4 separate regions of the Mus musculus genome follow, and regions 1, 2 and 4 are each linked to region 3. A link is a contact called in public Hi-C, HiChIP or PLAC-seq and promoter capture Hi-C data. All regions are on one chromosome and are shown on one strand. Each heading gives the region's core, a stretch centred on a gene start, on an enhancer-like site or on the middle of the called end of the contact. The rest is flanking DNA. Distances are from core to core; before and after follow the strand shown.

Evidence for each region. Promoter capture Hi-C pulls out the DNA fragments that hold promoters and counts their contacts. A called contact is a pair of places that touch in the nucleus more often than the background predicts. HiChIP or PLAC-seq counts read pairs in DNA pulled down with a chosen protein or histone mark.
Region 1: a contact with region 3 is called in a Hi-C map of the N1E-115 cell line, with 2.0 times the contacts expected there. The contact joins the enhancer-like site here to the promoter of Pign in region 3. A contact is called at or near these places in 1 of 15 datasets of contacts at CTCF or cohesin (the NIH/3T3 cell line), 2 of 484 Hi-C or Micro-C datasets (the N1E-115 cell line and nephron progenitors), 1 of 115 datasets of contacts at active chromatin or transcription factors (embryonic stem cells) and 1 of 9 other capture datasets (adipose tissue).
Region 2: an H3K4me3 HiChIP or PLAC-seq map of bone marrow-derived macrophages shows a contact between it and region 3, with 2.3 times the contacts expected there. The contact joins the enhancer-like site here to the promoter of Pign in region 3. A contact is called at or near these places in 1 of 39 promoter capture datasets (3T3-L1-derived adipocytes), 3 of 115 datasets of contacts at active chromatin or transcription factors (bone marrow-derived macrophages, embryonic stem cells and microglia) and 3 of 9 other capture datasets (adipose tissue, liver and pancreatic islet).
Region 4: a promoter capture Hi-C map of the HPC-7 cell line shows a contact between it and region 3, with 4 times the contacts expected there. The contact joins the enhancer-like site here to the promoter of Pign in region 3. A contact is called at or near these places in 15 of 39 promoter capture datasets (the 3T3-L1 cell line, 3T3-L1-derived adipocytes, the C10 cell line and 8 more), 1 of 15 datasets of contacts at CTCF or cohesin (the NIH/3T3 cell line), 15 of 484 Hi-C or Micro-C datasets (B cells, the G1E-ER4 cell line, the HL-1 cell line and 7 more), 6 of 115 datasets of contacts at active chromatin or transcription factors (the NIH/3T3 cell line, the SCID.adh cell line, T-cell acute lymphoblastic leukemia and 1 more) and 3 of 9 other capture datasets (adipose tissue, liver and pancreatic islet).

Annotation. Positions count from the first base shown.
Region 1 is chr1:105,842,557-105,846,951 of GRCm38.p6, reverse strand. It overlaps Tnfrsf11a (tumor necrosis factor receptor superfamily, member 11a, NFKB activator), which reads right to left. Exons shown (of 10, transcript NM_009399.3): 10 at 1-2,432. The coding sequence ends at 2,086. Among named protein-coding and RNA genes, the nearest start is that of Gm41926, 19 kb to the left of the region's middle. Within about 2 kb of position 2,496, at least 21 of the 459 cell types and tissues checked have an H3K27ac peak or open chromatin away from gene starts, as enhancers often do. A contact at or near this core is called in the N1E-115 cell line, where this site is marked.
Region 2 is chr1:105,804,241-105,808,491 of GRCm38.p6, reverse strand. Tnfrsf11a (tumor necrosis factor receptor superfamily, member 11a, NFKB activator) reads right to left here. Exons shown (of 10, transcript NM_009399.3): 2 at 268-349. Among named protein-coding and RNA genes, the nearest start is that of Tnfrsf11a, 26 kb to the right of the region's middle. Within about 2 kb of position 2,526, at least 13 of the 459 cell types and tissues checked have an H3K27ac peak or open chromatin away from gene starts, as enhancers often do. A contact at or near this core is called in bone marrow-derived macrophages, where this site is marked.
Region 3 is chr1:105,661,304-105,665,421 of GRCm38.p6, reverse strand. Pign (phosphatidylinositol glycan anchor biosynthesis, class N) reads left to right here and starts at 1,746. Exons shown (of 31, transcript NM_013784.3): 1 at 1,746-1,922. Relch (RAB11 binding and LisH domain, coiled-coil and HEAT repeat containing) reads right to left here and starts at 1,561. Exons shown (of 29, transcript NM_173187.4): 1 at 789-1,561. The coding sequence starts at 1,314.
Region 4 is chr1:105,904,342-105,908,812 of GRCm38.p6, reverse strand. The region is part of intron 2 of Gm41927 (a long non-coding RNA gene); the gene reads left to right. Among named protein-coding and RNA genes, the nearest start is that of Gm41927, 28 kb to the left of the region's middle. Within about 2 kb of position 2,187, at least 116 of the 459 cell types and tissues checked have an H3K27ac peak or open chromatin away from gene starts, as enhancers often do. A contact at or near this core is called in the HL-1 cell line, the HPC-7 cell line, the N1E-115 cell line and 6 more, where this site is marked.

The sequences.
Region 1 (4,395 bases), core at 1,247-3,746, 180 kb before region 3:
AATAAGCTTAGCCCCGAACCAACTACCCAGCAGCACTTCCTGCACCTGTAATATAAGCTTTTATGCTATTTGGTTTTATAAGCTGCCTATGGGATGGACCCCAACATAAGAGAGACACCAATATAAGAAGCTATTTGGAATAAGACTTTCATTTTGTGTAGGGTCAGGTAAAGTTTTAAGTTCCCAAGACCTCACCGAGAATTGTCATCCTGCCCTCAACACAAGGGTTTGAGAAAGGTAAAAGAAAAAAAAACAAGAAAAAAAAAAGAGAGAGAGAGAACTGTCATCCTACTTGGCAGAAAGAGGCATGTATATGGGTAACTGACGTCCTGGTAGACAAGTTAAGGCATGCATGTTAAAGTCCCCTGCCACAACTGAATACCCCAACCAATGAGAACAGGATAAGTGTACAACAAAGACATGTTTGTAAGAAAATCCCCTATCTCTAAATCCTGATTGGTGAAATAACTTGGCACAGATGTTTGTGGACTTTATGCTTGAAAACCCTGTAGGATCTTAACTCAATGTCATGGTTCAGCTTCTGAGCCTGAATTGTGGCCCTGATTGGTTAGACCTGTGGTGTATGCTAAATAAGCCATCCCTGTCTGAGGTGGGTGTTTGAATGGTTTGTGAGGTGACTCCTGGACCCCAACAATTACAAAACTGCTTGTAGTTCACTTAAGTGGTTAGCTTTATCTCCATTATCCAAGAACCAGTGCTCGTGATAACTATGCCTGTGGCCTCTTTCAGTTTTAAACTGCTTTCTTGTATAAGGACCCACCAAAAGAAAATCACCCATAGGACAATTGATTTCCTTACATTTACCTCATGAGATTTGATTTGTAATTGTGTGTGTGTGTGTGTGTGTGTGTGTGTGTGTGTGGCCATGGAATCCCATGGAGCTGGAGTTACATGGAGTTGTGGACTGAACAGTGGGGTACTGGGTACTGAACCCAAACTCTTCTTCTTAACTGTGAGGCATCTCTTTAGATCTCCTGGTTTGTCATTTAAATGTGGGAGCAACACACACACACAGACACACACATCCATACACACACAGACACACACATCCACACACACACAGACACACACATCCACACACACACAGACACACACATACACACACACAGACACACACACACACAGACACACACATCCACACACACACAGACACACACATACAGACACACACACACATGAACACAGACACACACACACAGACACACACACACAGACACACACAGAAGAATGTTTTTACTTCCATAGGCTAAATTACTCATGCACAAACACTTTGGAAGGAAAGAGGGCCTACTGCCTAAGTGTGTTTCTGACATTCTAATGGAGGAAGAGAAAAAGCAAATTGACATGTCAACTCTATTCATTCTTTCTTGAATTTCCCTGGCACCTTCATTTTGTCCTTTGGCCTGACGTCCTATTTACTCCCTCCATCTTTTCTAGACAGCCAATAGTTTAAAAAAAATAAGGATGCCAAAACCACAAAAGGTATGATTTTTTTTTTTTGAGATTTAGTGGCCAAGTACCTGCCACTGTAGGAAAAAAAAAAGACTAAAAAACAAAAAATGAAACAAAACCAAAACCAGGCAGGGGACAAGGTCACCTGAACTTAGCTCTCAAGGATCCACACAAACTCAAAGCCTTAGTGGTAGTGGCCGTGCATCCCTTTCACTCTTTGGAAAAAAAACCTGAGATATATATATATATATATATATATATATATATATATATAGAGAGAGAGAGAGAGAGAGAGAGAGAGAGAGAGAGAGAGAGAGACAGAGACAGAGAGAGAGAGTATCAGAAAACACTACAAAAGCAAGTGAATAATAAATATGGGGGTGGGGTGATACAGATCTCAATAATGCAGGACACCAACGTTGCAAAAAAAGGCCAAACTGAATGATGCCAGGTGGTAGGAGGCAGAGGAGAGGGGCACTGGAGGAAGTGAGAGGTGGGCTCCATCACCATGCCAGCAGCCTGCACCAGTGAGGAGGTGCACAGTGGCTAGCTACACCATGTTTTTGGAAAGGCACTGGTGCCCTGCACCCAGGGCAGACAGAGAAGGTGAGGTCATTCTGCACATTGTCCGGACCCCTGGGTATGGAGTGAAGTCTGCGCCCCACCCTGCTCCTGCACCGGCCGCGATGTCCCGTCCTTCTGCCGGGGTGCCCCCTGCTCCTGCAGCCCAGCCCCGGTGGCACAGACGTCGGGGAAGCGCGGCGCGGTGCCCGCAAAGGAGTCTCTGTGTGCCAGCGTCTCCTCCTGCACAGGGCGGCCCACGGGCTCCGACTCGGGCTCTGCGGAACCCGGGCCCTCCTGCGAGGTCTGGCTGACATACACCACGATGATGTCACCCTTGAAGTTCATCACCTGCCCGCTAGAGATGAACGTGGAGTTACTGTTTCCAGTCACGTTCCCTGCAGGGGAGAGAGCACAGAGAAACTGCATTATGGATTACAATCAGAGCTACAGCAGGTGTTCCCCTTGGAAAGCTTGGGCCATCCATAGTAGTGGAGCACTGAAGCAGCAGAGGAGGGAGGGGGAGGAGGGAGGGAAGAAATGGGAAAGGATGCTTCTGGCCATTCTCGTGTTTCATCTTTTCATACCTCAAGGGGACAGTGCGCAACTGCAGGACACGGGCAGGAGAACCCACCCGGATTCTTGACTCTAGACAACATTCAGTTGGAGAGAAGCAGGAAGGAAGAGAAAGAAGAAAGCTTGGGGATAGAGTAGTGGTAGGGGAAAAGAGAGGAGATGGAAGCGAGAGGGGAAGATGGAAGAAAGGAAGGGGGAGGGGAGGACATCAATTGGTGAAGTCCAGCCAGCAACCAATCCACTGTAAACACTGAGCAGACTTCAGGTCACTGGGCTGAGCAGGGGCATCTGAGGCCAAGCCTTCCTGTCACCTTCTAAAGGGTTCCTAATGTCTCAGCCCTGCAGGGTGATCACGGAGCTAAGTGCACTCAGAGTTCAACAGACATTAATACATTTCAATTTACTCCTCTAGAAGGGAGACAAAGAGGAGAAGAAATGAAAAACCTCATTCTTTCCTTTTGAACCCTAGTTCTATCATTCTTTGGTGGCTAAATGGAAGTAGCCAGTCTTTGATTAATAAAACTTCTGGCAAGAAGCATGTTTACAGACGGTAGGGAACACACTCCCTCTCCTTTCTTTTATTTTTCCATTTAAAGACCCATGTGCCACAAATTTCTCAAGCGGAAAATAACTGCGCCAATTCCCAACACTCAGCGTCAAAACAGACGCAAGACATCAAAGTGGCCGCTCCCTGGTCTCTCGCGCTCACCATTCATGCCTGTCTGTCTTCTGTTGTGACCCAGCTCAACAGTAATTTTCACAAATACGATGGCACTAACCACTCTGAGTGAAGTTTCCTCCAAATTGGAAGGGCTTTAAAGACAGTGACTAATGTGCTATAGGCATTCACGAAATTCTTTGAGGGAATCTTTCTGCCTGATAGCGGGGTAACCCCTGAGAAGCCAGTGTGGAGGCACGGTGAGAAGCAAACGGCAGATAAAGATTTTAAATGTGAGCAACAAATCCAAAGACACAAAGGTCCGTGGTTCCTGCCGTTTTCCCACAGACTACTGTATGGAGCACCAGGAAAGTCCTCCCTCCATAAAATAACACCAGAGAGCTTAGCTCCTGTTTCTATCTCCCCCGTCCCAGCCCCCATCCCCCACTCCCCCCCACCCCCCAGCGCACTCCCCTTCCCCAGCATCTGCAGGTGCTCCTCCCCTGCACCGTGCAGGCACTCTAAGCCTCTCTGTGCGCCTTTCTCTCACACCTGCGGTTACCTTTCAGCTGGATAAACAAGAAACCGAAGTAATACATACGTGTCATACATGTTATATTCTAACTAAACACATGCTCTATGTATTTAATAAAATCAGTAACGGTGAGCGGCTTAGAATATGGTTTTTCTCTGTTCAGTCATTCTTCTCTTTTGTTATGACATCATCTACTTCTTTTGTTCTTCACTGTATTCAAGCAGACAGAGCTTCCCTCCTGGTGCAGGACTGATTCCTCAAGACTCTGGATTTCATCTCATCTCTTCTTTCTCCTCATCCTACTTAGGTCTATCTGGTGGTGTCGTGATACATGGGGACTATTGACCATTTACATTTTTATCTTCCTACAAATCATCATGATGAGCCCACTGGTCAGAGCTGCAGTTAATCTGGGTCCAGTAAAAGCCCTGAGCTTTTTTTGTGTGTCATCTTGCACAGAAAGATTTTGTGTAAGATCTTGAGCATTTCATTCCAAGCCATTTTCCCTTAACACATTTTGATATCTTGATAGTACTATACTAAAACTCCTAATGTGCATTCTTGTTTCCTATGTGTGTGTGTTTTTTTTCAG
Region 2 (4,251 bases), core at 1,277-3,776, 140 kb before region 3:
TTCCAAAGTAAGACTTCTGTGCACACAACTTCAAGTGTCAGTAGCACTTTATGTTTTACTAAGATGAAATGTTAGGAAACCTTGCCTTCTCAGGACAAACTGAGGACCAGTTTCTGAAACTGGCTTTGATTCATAAGTGATGATATCTACTGAGGGAATGCATTCTGTCTTTTGAGAGGCAAATGTCACTGCCTACCACTATCATGGAAGGTCTCTGGATGCCTTCATCTCTTAGGACAAAAAGAAAAGCTAAAATGTGCAGGGTACCTGGTTCGCATCTGCTGCAACACCGTCCGAGATGCTCATAATGCCTCTCCTGGGTGCATGGAGGAGTGACCTGGAGAGTCACCTGAAAAGAAAAGTGACATCAGGAAGATAGCGTACACAAGTTGTTTCTGGACAGGGATGGAAAGACGGGGCTCGATGGCTAGGGCTTTGCTGCCAAGGCTGGCAACATATGGTAAAAAGATAGAAACACTCCCCATAGTCTGTCCTCTGACCTCCATATGAGCTCACAACGCACAAAACAAGTAGATGTAGAGGAAAGTTAGTTGTCAATTGTACCTCTATAAAGCATATGAATACGACATAGGTTGCTTTTCACTGTCCTAGGCTAGTTCATATCCTCTAAGGATACATAGAACAAACCTTTTAGCACAGGGCTCTGACCTGTTTGGACATTTAAAAACACTTACGTGACAGAGCAGAAGGTTGAAAACTTCTTCATGAAAGTCACTTAAAAAGTTGGCCCTACTTCTGTGTCACTAAGGGACCACACTTCTCCTGTGTCAGTGGGACACATGAACTCACATAGGAATGTAATGAGCCAATCTGTGCATCCGAGTTCTGCCTGGCCACTGGGGGTGAGTGAGTGCCTCTTGGGCAGATGAAATGGGAGGTGCTCAGCTATAAAGCTGGTAATCTCAAAGAGCCAGGAACAGAGGGGGCCCACAGGTGATGAGCCTAGGGCTTGGGAAGAGGGGAACTCCTGCTTAGTTCAGGGGTCAGAGTCCGTGTCTCGGGCAGAGGGGCCTTCTGCAGGCTTTGTATGACAAAGGCTTCCCCCCACAGAAGTCCTTGATGAGAGAGACAGTCCTTACTTGTCCAAACTATTTATTGGTAATGGTACATGGATGCATACAACTTACTTAGGTGAACCAGAAATTAAATACCTTTTGCAAGGAAGGATGTCTGGGAAAGGAAGCTTATTGGCTGAACCCTTGGACTGGCCCATCTGGTGATCTCACAGCATGGAGAACTCTGTGTTCTGTGCTACGTGACTAGTGGTCACAGTCCTCATGTGGGGTGTCATGGTCATGTGTCCTACGGCAGGAACCGGGCTGGGAGTAGATAAAATGCCTTTCACTCTTGGACATGAGAACTTACTGGGGTTTTCGAATCCGTTCGACCCTCCCAGTTTTTGTCTGGTGACACGGTCCCACTTACTCCACACCAATTCTATGATTAAGCCAGGGGATTCACTGCAATAAGCTCCCTATGATGGTTAGAGGCTGTTAAGCAGTGCTCACCTTCCAGAATGCTAAAACACGTGAAAGGCGTAAACAGTGAAGACTCGTAGGTACTTTGAGGGTTAAGCCCACCTGCCTGTTGCCTGATGGAACCCAGGCAAGCCGCTCGCACACTCAGAGCTTCCGTCTCCTTCCTAGGCTTTACGATTGAAATTGACATGCTTCCTCCATGCTTGACCTCACCCCCCCTCCAGAGAACCGTGCTATTTCAGGAGTCGCTGCTTAGGGAGTTTGTAGAACCTTGAGGAGTCGGGGCCTAGTTGGCAGAAGTCAGTCACCAGAGCAGGCCTCTGAAGGGTCTCCCCTTCTCGTCCTGGTCTGTTGTGAGGTAAGCATCCAGCCATACATGTCTGCCTCCATGAACTGCCCTCCCTGCTATGATGGAGTGATCCTCTCAAAGTGCCACAATGAATCTTCCTTTGGGTGGTTTCTGTCAGGCAGTGTGGTCACAGGAAAATGAACCTAACTGATACATGCTCCAAAGGTGTACGATTCTAATATACAATACAGAATGGCCACGCCCCCTCTGACCAGCACGAAGTCTTAGAGCTGTCTCCTTCTTCACCTTCCTCAGTGGGAGAAAAAGGCAAGTGACAAGCAGTCATGTTAGCAGGAATACAGAAAACCGAAGAGTCGGGCATAGCTGAACAGATCCCCACATCGAGTGCACACAACATGTCAGCCTTCCTACCTGCTCCAGAGAACTAGTTCCAGACTCTCCCCAGGGAATTTACTGTTAAAGAGTAAGTACATACTTTGGCAGATGCCTGCTGAATATGGGAGCTACTGAGGCTTGGTAGTGTAAATTTGGTCCAGAGTTGGTGACTAGAAAGACCATCAGCTCTAGGGGAGAACCTACAATTTTTGTTTTTTCCAATGGACGTGTGGTCAAACTGCCTTCTAAATGTGCACATTCATAGCCATACATTAGCACTGCTCTCAGCCTTCCTCAGAGGAGCTGCTTGTTGCATCAGACAACAGCTAAAGAAGGTATTCATAACAGCTGCAGTACCAAGACTAAGGGCTAGAGGACTGCTCAGCTCTATACGGGACATCTATGCCACCCTTTGCAATGGCAAACTTGAAAGAGCCAGAGGATGAGGAGGAGTGTTGCAAAGGATGTCTTCTGGACCTGGCATGGGCCGTCCCATTTATGAACTCACCGTAGCTGTGGTTACCAACACAAGACCTGACCTGCACCGCACTGGGGCTGACTAAGTTCATCAAGGAAAGGGAAATGGCTTGTGAGACTCCACCCACCCTGAAAGTACATGGTGACTGGGGAAGGGCAGTCACTTTTTGTCTGCTTGGTTTGTTTGTTTGTTTGTTTGTTGTTTTTTTTGCTTTTTTGTGTTTTTTGTTTGTTTGTTTTTTTCCTTTTTTGTTTTTTTGTTTGTTTTTGTTTTTGTTTTTGTTTTTTTGAGAACCCTGGCTATCCTGGACTCACTTTGCAGGCCAGGTTGGTCTCCAACTCAGAGAGATCCGCCTGCCCCTGTCCCTGCCTCCTGAGTGCTGGAATTAAAGGCATGTGCCACCATACCCAGGCCCCAACGGGAGTCACTTTCTTTAAAGGTATAGCCACGAATAAGCTACCCAAGTTCCAGTCTGTAACTTCCCACCTATGTCCATACAAGCAACTGTAACTAAACCTGGTGGGTCACAAATATAAAAACACATGAAAATAGGCTGCGTGTTCTTCAGGAGAAAGAAAGGGCTCAGTCATTGAGGGGGGGGGGGGAAGAAAGGGGATTAGTAAGGGGTAGAAATGACTGGAATCCATTACATATATGCATGAAACTGTCAAAGAACATTTAAAAAGAGAAATGGAAGATAATACAAACAGTTATCCCTGGTCAGTGTCAAAATTGAAGTGTTTATCTACCCATTAGCCATCTTGGAGGAAAACTGCAGAGGTGATAGGACGGGGAAGATGCCAGCTATCTTAATGTTGCAACTATGAAAGACGTTTTATAGAGAAAACATTAGCCCAAGGCTAGCTGAGTGGAGTGTAGGGAAGCGTCTCTCTGACCTCACTCTGGTCTCACAAGTGGGATCGGGGGCACACTGAGTGGGGACCCTGGGGAAGGACTGGTGAGGGGATGGGTGTGCATGGGCTTGCTTGTTGGACTTGCTATCATTTTCCTGATGGAAGGTTATATTAACTGGGTGTTTCCCATCAGTCACCTGATGATGGGGCCTTAGGACATCACAGCGAGCCTAGGAGAGCTTAGCAAGATCGGCTGAGAAGAGGTCCTACTTCTCCCTTGGGCCCTCTTGGTCTTTCTTCTTTTATAGGATTCTATTTCCTAGAGGGAGCTGTGGCTTTTTTCTGGGTCCCAGTGGCCCTCATAAGAGGGACACGCAGAGGCAAATAACAAAACTGGATGTGGCTGATGCAGACTTTATCTAACAGGGTTTGTCTGAGCCTAAGGATGTAGACACTCGTGCATGCTGATGGCAAGATGTGTGGGCAGGCTGTACTTCAGAAGACAAGTGTTATCAATCACTTCTGACCCATTAAGAAAGCAACAGTAGTGTCTGTCAGATAAGCACACACTTTGCTTGGGTGATACTCACAGAAAGGTGCTTTTTAGGGGAATTTGACAGAGAGCCAAAGCAAACGGAGCAAAATTGCTCAGAAGTGTTGTGGTGGTCTTGCCTGTGTTGGACTCCACAGCCAGTCTACCAGGCATCACCCAACTGAATGGGCTTGACTTCACAT
Region 3 (4,118 bases), core at 497-2,996:
AAAGCTTATATATAAATAATGACTAGGCCAGTGATTACTCTGCTAAAAATGAATGATTGTAGCAAGAAAAGAAAGAAAGAAAAAAAAAGAAAATAAGTGAGAGTCACTTATTCAGAGAAAAACAATCCTTCCCAGTGCTATGTTGAAAAGAAAGCTGGTAAAAGATCCTTGGTCTGTTTGTTCCACAGCTTTCCTGTATACGGAATACTATTGAAATTGGGGTAGTGAAACTGATTTCAAACAGAAAACATTCTATGAAGCAGACACATCTCATTTCCTTCTTTTTATTAGCATATATTAATGATACAAAATAATGGAAAAGCAAAGACAAAAGATCTTCAGTGGATTGAACTTCAGTACAGAGGGCTGACATTTCCTGTTTGTTCTTTTTCTTGAGTCAAAGAATTACTAAGAAACATTTTATTTCCTCGTAGTGTGATTCAACAGCCTGGGGAAAAAAGGAAAACTGCCTAGAGAAAAATGCCCAGGCAATAAGGAAGCTTTCTAGAGTGCCATAATACTCAATAAACTGGAAACCCTGATGTTATAGGTCCCAACACCAACGGGGAGCCAGGAGCTGTACAACACCTGCCAAAGATCGGAAACCAATGCAAAGAAGAGCTACAGCAGGATCTTTCTGTTTGCAGTACACAGGACACCTCGCATCTCACTCAACATACTCTCCCTTCTCAAGACGACCCTAGACTCAGTACCCGCCCACAATCCCCTTCAGCTGCACTCCAACTCTAATCCCCCATCTGCAGGTGTGACAGGCGACGCCTACTTACTGAGCTGTCCTCCGCCCGACGTCGTACTCGGTTCCCGACCTCCAGCGCCTCCGACGATGGAGGCGCCAGGGATCCCGGGCGCCCCCATCCCTGGGGGGGTCCCACTCTGCCTCTCGAAGTTGCCAGGATTGGAGAAGTAATCGCGCAGTCGTGGTAGCTCGCGGCCGCTCTCCAACAGCTCGGTGTGCAGCTCCAGGGCGGTCAGCAAGTATTGATCGCGCAACAGCTGAGCGGCGATGGCATCGATTGACAATCGGGCAGGGGTCTCCCCGCTGCCCCCCGGAGCCGCCGGGGCGGCGGACATCTCCACAGCGAGCCCCGGCCGCGCGCTGCTTCCCAGGGCCATGGGGTCCTGTGGCGACAGGGAGCCTGCAGAACCAGGATCTAGGCCGACCCCGGCACCCAGCCGAAGTCCTGCCCGCCGGTCCTCGGTTGCCGCTACCTCGTCGTCGTCCTCATCCGAATCACTGAGGAAAGGATTTACTCCGCTACCACTGCCACCACCTCCGGGCGCCATCGCCGCCATCTTATTCTGTCAGGAATGTGGGTGCTTCCCTGCTTGGCCCGACAGGCCCTCAGCCTGAATCCCCGTTAGGTCCCGAGAGCCGCCGACCACCTAGGCAGCCCAGGCCGACCGCACCTCTCCTCACCTAGAGCCTAGGCCGGACTGGGAGGCAGGAGCCCGGTATGCAGCAGCACCTCCCGTCTCAGCCGCTGCTGCACCAGTAGCCGACTCTGCAGGCGTCTTCCTGGTCCCTAGTCTCGCGAGAACTGGCTTGGTCCCATCTTCGCCCCGCCCCGTCCCCGCCTCAGCCCCACCCACCTCTGGCCTTGGAGTGGCAAGATCGAAGGAACCGCTCCAGGCTCAAACATAAGACCCCGCCCACAAGCTCTCGAGGATTGGCTGGAGTTACAGGACCTGGCCAGAGAGTTATCGCGAGAGCAGCGAAGGCCTGGGGCAGGTTGGGGGCGTTCCCTGGAGCAGTAGAGGTGGAGGTCGCTGAGGGGTACGATTTGGCTGTGGTTTTTGAGGGTTGAAGGGAACCCTCCCGACATCTTTCACCGCCCTGGGTCCTGCCTTCGTTCTGAGGAGGTCCCGTTCCCAAGACTGGGCCTGAGCCGGATAGTTCTCAGGTAAAGTCCCGGGACCCTTGCACTTAAGGTGTTCCCACGCCCGCTTCTCCCTTCACGCTTCAGTTTTTTGTCGCTGTTTGCTGTCACCGCCCAGATAGCAAGTGCTCTGAGCAGCGGTCAGAATCTGGCTTCTTTGCTCTTCCCTAGTTTCCCAGCCATCTGCTCTCTCCCCTGGAGATCTGGCGACGGCATGGCCTCCTTGTGGTTAAGGAGGGCGCCTTCCCGCCCCCTCCGTCCGGGAATAGGACTTAGAAAGCTGAAGGGTGCAGATAGAGCCTGGACGGAAGTTGCAACATTTGAGTTTCGAGATGCCTTTACACTCATCTGTGAACAGCCTGGTCTTGGACGACAAACTAAGTAATATGTAAACCCATGGAAATTAACATACACTTTACATCAAAGGAACTTTTCAAACTATCAGCGCTATCTCTTCAGTACAACTAAGTTGTCTGGGCCGCTTCAGTGGCCTGGTCATGTCCACTGCACTAGGACACATTCGTTGGAACAAGTATCACCTATCTTTTGTCCAAAACCATTCTTTTCCACAATCCCCTGAAACCTTGCTAAGTCCATTTAGGCTAGAATCGAGGTTTTCTTTATGGATCAATCAAATTTTAGCGATTTAAAAAATTGTACTCTGTAGAGAGATTTGATGGCCTTTATGAAACATTTAGCACATAACTATACTCGTAGGTTTGGAATATCATTTATCCTTTATGCTATTCCTTGATTGTAGTTTGAGGTGATAAGAAGTTTCCCTGTCGCTATTAGACTCCTAGCCCTCATATCTTCTATTTTGTTAAACATAGAATGCCACTTTTTCCTGGTTTTAGAATTAAGTTCTTATTAACACCAGGTCCTAACAGACAACAAAATAAATAGCCAACAGTGCTAACCATCTGCTCTGATATATATAATGAAGTATCTCCTTTATCTTTGTGGAAAATAAAAATAGAGCATTGTTATATGACCTCAGGTCTGGTTACCGGTTTACATGTAAAGTATCCCAGCAGTTAAGTGTAGGTTTTAATTTCAGTTTAATCAGTCTCACAGGAAACTAAAATTTCATTTGAATGAGGCTCTGAAATGCTTTCTTTGGTTGGTATTACTATATAGTTATTATTTGGGCTTTTTAACAGGAGCTTTTAAAGTATGTTACATGTGATATGAAGGTGGGAGGGGGAATACTGGAGGTTGGGGTGGGTGGTTTAAATGAGCATAGGAGACCGGGAGATGGGGAGAAAGTTAGCCCAAATAGTAAAAGACCATAAAGACCCTTGCTACATTGTGAAGCAATTTAAAAATAGTGTTAGTAGTAAGGATTTTTTTTTAAATAAGACTTTTAGCTTCCAATTCGTTGGACTAAATGCTGTACTGTGCTATTTATTAATGAATCTGGAAAAAAATCCTCAGTAACATGGCAATAGTATAGAATGAGCAATATTTTAATGTTTCACATTTCTTAGCAAAAGGGGGTATCAGTTCTAACTTTGATATTGTCAAAGAGATTAAAAATGTAACCAAATTTTGGAATGGAGGATTAGTGAATGGCATGGGAAAAACATGAGCAGAAATGTGTATTTTCTTCTTCTTTGTAATGGCGATGCTTAGAAATATACTTTTAGGGTGCCTGAGGAAAACTGCTCTTAAAATAATAGAAGGGCACATCATATACATATCATTTATTGTGAGACGTTGAAAATGTTTGGACCTAAATTCTCCCATCTTCTCTTACATTCATCTGCCCAGAGAGATAATGAAAGTACATAGAATTGTGAATGTTCTTGCCACAGTGCCTGGTAGCTGGTTGGCAGCAAATGTTAGTGTGGTCAGTGTCTTAGTTAGGGTTTCTATTCCTGCACAAACATCATGACCAAGAAGCAAGTTAGGGAGGAGAGGGTTTATTCGCCTTACACTTCCACATTGCTGTTTATCACCAAAGGAAGTCAGGACTGGAACTCAAGCAGGTCAGAAAGCAGGAGCTGATGCAGAGACCATGGAGGGATGTTCTTTACTGGCTTGCTTCCCCTGGCTTGCTCAGCCTGCTCTCTTATAGAACCCAAGACAAACAGCCCAGAGATCGTCCCACCCACAAGGGGCCTTCCCCCTTGATCATTAATTGAGAAAATGCCCCACAGCTGGATCTTATGGAGGCATTTCCTCAACTGAAGCTCTTTTCTCTGTGATAACTGCAGC
Region 4 (4,471 bases), core at 938-3,437, 240 kb before region 3:
GATCCCACAGACCCCGTGACACTGTCTGTTTACCTTTCTTTGGAAATGAGTAGAACGGGACAACTGACATCTGCCTGCTTGTTCCAAGCTGAAAGTCCACACTGTCATATTGATTCCAGTGACCTTCAGAAAAGCGACCCCTTCAGAGCAGAGGGAAGCTTAACCTAGGGCAGTGCACTGTAGCCAGTGATGCAGAGAAGAAAGGGTGGGGCCAGGAGCTGGAGGTTTGTGCTTATGGACCGCATACTGTGTTTATGGCAGGAGCAGTAACCTTCACAAGGATGTAAATAGCACCAGTATCCTGCCAGGCCCCAGTGTGTGAGCAGCCCTGGGGCTGTTTCTAGGCGAGTGTGTTGAAACTTACCACCCACTGATTTTCAACCCTGACCCAGTGGTGCAATGTGGATATTCCCCTGTTAGAAACGTGGGCCCGAGGCTAGAGATGAGCAGCTTCCCCGGAGTAGGTCTCACATTGCCCCGGTAGTGGCACAACTGACTTATAAATAAGTAAATTTGACTGGTAGTTTTATTTTTAGCACAAAATCATGCTAGGTCTTAAAATGTCTCTTTGGCCCAGCTCCCAGGCATCCTTCATACATCACCTGCTGTGAATGCTAACAAGAATACAAATGTGTTCAGTTCAGTTGAAAATCGTGGATTGGCTCTCCACTCCCTCGGCCTGATTTCTCGGGGGCTGCTCTGATTTCTTCACACTGGTGACTGTGGAGTCCTATTAGACTCGGCCAGTACACCTTGATTGGAGCTCTGTCCTGTGTCTAAGGATGGTGGTATGATTGTCCTGCGGCTCCAGAAAGACCACACCAGGCCAAACAGTTCCATCTGAGGTTTATTGAGAGAGAGAGAAGGGCAAGGTGACATTGAAAAGAGAAGGGGGAAGAGAGAGAGAGAGAGAGAGAGAGAGAGAGAGAGAGAGAGATCGATCAGAGGAGCTTTCCTTTATATATGGATGGTGACATAGTCACAGGTAAAGGTGGGAGCCAAGTGGAATCTGGGAATATGGTGGCTGTTGCCTTGGCAACAGGTGTGTGGGTTGCGCTGTTGCCTATGTGATGTCATGGGTTTCAGAGGTCCTGATACCAACATATGGAATATTGGTAGTAATAAATTATATGGATAGATGAACGCCAATAGCCCAAATGTCACATTGATGACTGTTGGCATTTCCTCTAGCCTCTGCCACACAATAACCTGGCAACAGCCAGGTGTGCCTGACTCACCATAAACAGGACCTCTTGCCTCTCCTCCCTCTCTCTCTCTTGCTCTCTTCTCCTTTCGCTCCCTTATACTTCGCCCCTCCCGTCTCCTCATGGCCCTCTCCCTCTCTCTCCACGTGCTCATGCCTGCCCTCCCTACCCCAACTCTATTCTATACCATACTTGGCTGGTACCTCAGGGGGGAAGGGATGCCTCAGCGTTGGCCCCGCAGAGGCACCTTCTTCCCCTACACCATGGCTTGCCTCCACCAAACGTATCTCTGGTCTCTTTCTTTTTATAAAACGCAACACTGACAATAAATATTCTCACGGCACTATCATGTTGGCGTCTGAACTGCAGAACTGGAAGCCAGGCCCTGGCCCTGGGAAGACAAGTGTTCTCCATCCTCTTTTTATTTGAGTCAAAAGAAGATAACCATAAAAAACAAATTTGGATAGGAAATGCTGGTCATTTTTAATCAACTAATTTTGTTGTAAACAACTGAAGAATAAAGATGTTTGCTACCAAACCTATGACCTGAATTCAATTCTCACAGTCCTCACCCAGAGTCTTCACGGTACAAAGAAAGAACAGACTCTCACAAGTTGTCTTATTACCTACATGCAGACACACACACACACCACACACACACACACACACACACACACACACCACAGACACATACACACACACACATACACAGACACACAGACACACACACACACACACACACCACACAGACACATACACAGACACAGACACACACACTATTTAAAAAATTGATACATCAAACATGTACATATTTATGGGGTGCTGTGTAATACCTGGGCATGTGTCTCTGTGGTATAATGTTCAAGGAAGGGCGACATCCCCTTCTTTTAGAAGCTTTGACACAGAGCAAGTGATGCAGAGCCCAGGGCATGACTCAGCACCTTGGCTCCACTCCCAGTGGGCACTCTCCTCTCAGAATCTCAGTTTCAATGCTGTTCTCTGTGACTCAGCTGTCGTGACCTCTTTGGGCAAGTTCCATTGCATGTCTCATTCCAGGGCCTTCAGTTGGAAGGCAAAGACTTATCATCCAAGCTGATGGACCAGTGGCTGCCACTTCCCCTGGGGAAGCCAGGAGTTCCTCTTGGGGAGGGTCCCTGGGTCAGTGCCAGGAGAGGAGTTCTAGGAGGAGAACTGGGGCAAAGTCCTTTGTGATGGAAGGATTTCTGAGGATGTGTTATCACAGCGAAGCTCACCAAGGCGTCTCTGTGTTGATATAAATAGTTCTGCATTGGCAGCAGGTAGAGGAGAGCCAAACAGTAACGAGCATTAGGACAAACAAACAGGGATGTGGGCCCAGCCACCGTTAGCCACAGTTGGCAAAGGCTGGGAGGTGGTGGCGGTGCTCGAAGCTGAACCAACAATGAATTCATCACTTGTGACAGAAGGGAGGAAGCTCTTCGAATAATTACAAGTTCAGATAATTAGAAAAGCACACAGGACAGGGCATTGGTTCAAGATGAAAACTGGCAAAGATATACACTAATTTGCCAGGGTCCATGTTTAAATATTAATGAACAAAGCATTAGTTACATGATGGATACTTCCCATACGCAAAGGCCTGTGCTTGGTAGATAAGGTGTGTGAGTGTTTGGGGGTGAGAGTTCTTTCCTTCCCTACAACATACAGAGAACACCACACGTGTAATTGGAAGGAAGATGTCTAGAAGTGCTGGATATGATAGATAGAATAAGTGCCAGGCAGGAAAGAGGTGAATCTGAGGGAGACATGGAGGATGAAAACAGGAGACAAGGATCCTCCTCCAGCTAGAGCTGCCACGGACCATGGGCTAAGTAGTCTAAGATGAGCCACAGGGGAAAAGAGAGTGGGGATGTGGATTCCTGAAGTATACTGGGCAAGTGCCCCCTCCCTCAGCGGAAGCCAATCTGAGTTCCCTGTGGATAAAAGCATCCCAGACTTAGGCCCCAGGGAGGAAGAGCAACGACGGGGATACCAAACCACAGACTACGGGAACTCCGGAAACTCCGGGAACGGCGGCAGAGACAGTGAAGCTGTGGGAGTGGACATATAACAAGAGATAAAATGCCCAGGGGCTCCAGAGAGGCCCAGTGGTTAAGGACGCAGGTTGCCCTTCCACACTGGGAGACTCACAGCCACCTGTAATTCCAGTTCCAGGGGATACTTTCTGGCCTCCTGGACTCAAGTGCATATCTGTACCCAGACACATATGCATATTCACAATTAAAAATAAAAATATTTAAAAGCTAGAAAAGGGGATTACAAAAATAATAAAGGCTCTAAAAAATGACCAGACAGATTTTCACAAAAAATAAAAACGGACATTCCGAAACAGAAAGAGGGAATGGAAATTAAAAAAGAAAATAGCAAGTTCTACTCAATAAGTGGGTAAAGCAGCACACTGGGGTATAGCTGCAAAGATCTTCTGTATTCCTTTATTGTCTTACTGAGGGGAGAGTCAGGCCTCCACACCTAAATACAAAATGATGTACTCAATATTCAACAGCAGCCAGCCCTTAAAGAGTCCACTTGAAGAAGTGGTTATGAATGTAACTTCATACACGTTTGCATTTTATTTTACTTTGAATGTGTCTGTGGGTTGGTTTGTGCACATGACTGCAGTTGCCTATAGGGGCCACAAGAGGGCATTGCATTCCCTTGGAACAGGAGTTACAGGCAGTTGGGTACGGCTTGTGGGTGCTGGAATCTGAACTCCAGTTCTTTGGGAGAACGGAGTGTGTTACTAACCACTGACCTGTCTCACCAGTGTCTGTGAGAATTTGGAATCCAGTGCCTTTGGAATTTACTATAAAATGCAGCTTGCATGTTATTCCCCAAAGTGTCTTTCATCTAGACTTGCCCGAGATTGTTTCCTGTTTAAGGTCCTCCCCTTCCTTCCAGTCCCTCATCTTGGAGGACTTTCCAGACACTGACTGTGGGACTTATTTCATGTTCTAATTGTGGAGCTGACATTGCGCTGTGGTGTCTGTCTCAGGCCCTCTGTCAGGAGAAAGGGCAGCAGGAGCTCTATAAGCATAAAATCAACACTCAACACATGGCCTAGCATCCTCGAGGCTCCCATTAAATGACTGTGAAAAGATCTGAATGGTAAATGTCCACACTTAGATTATTCTAGAGCTGTTACCAGGTTTAACTTGTCTTTAATTTAAGCACATCGCTGAGTGTGCAATCAATATTGCAGTAATTATGTAAAATAATGCCTGTTATAA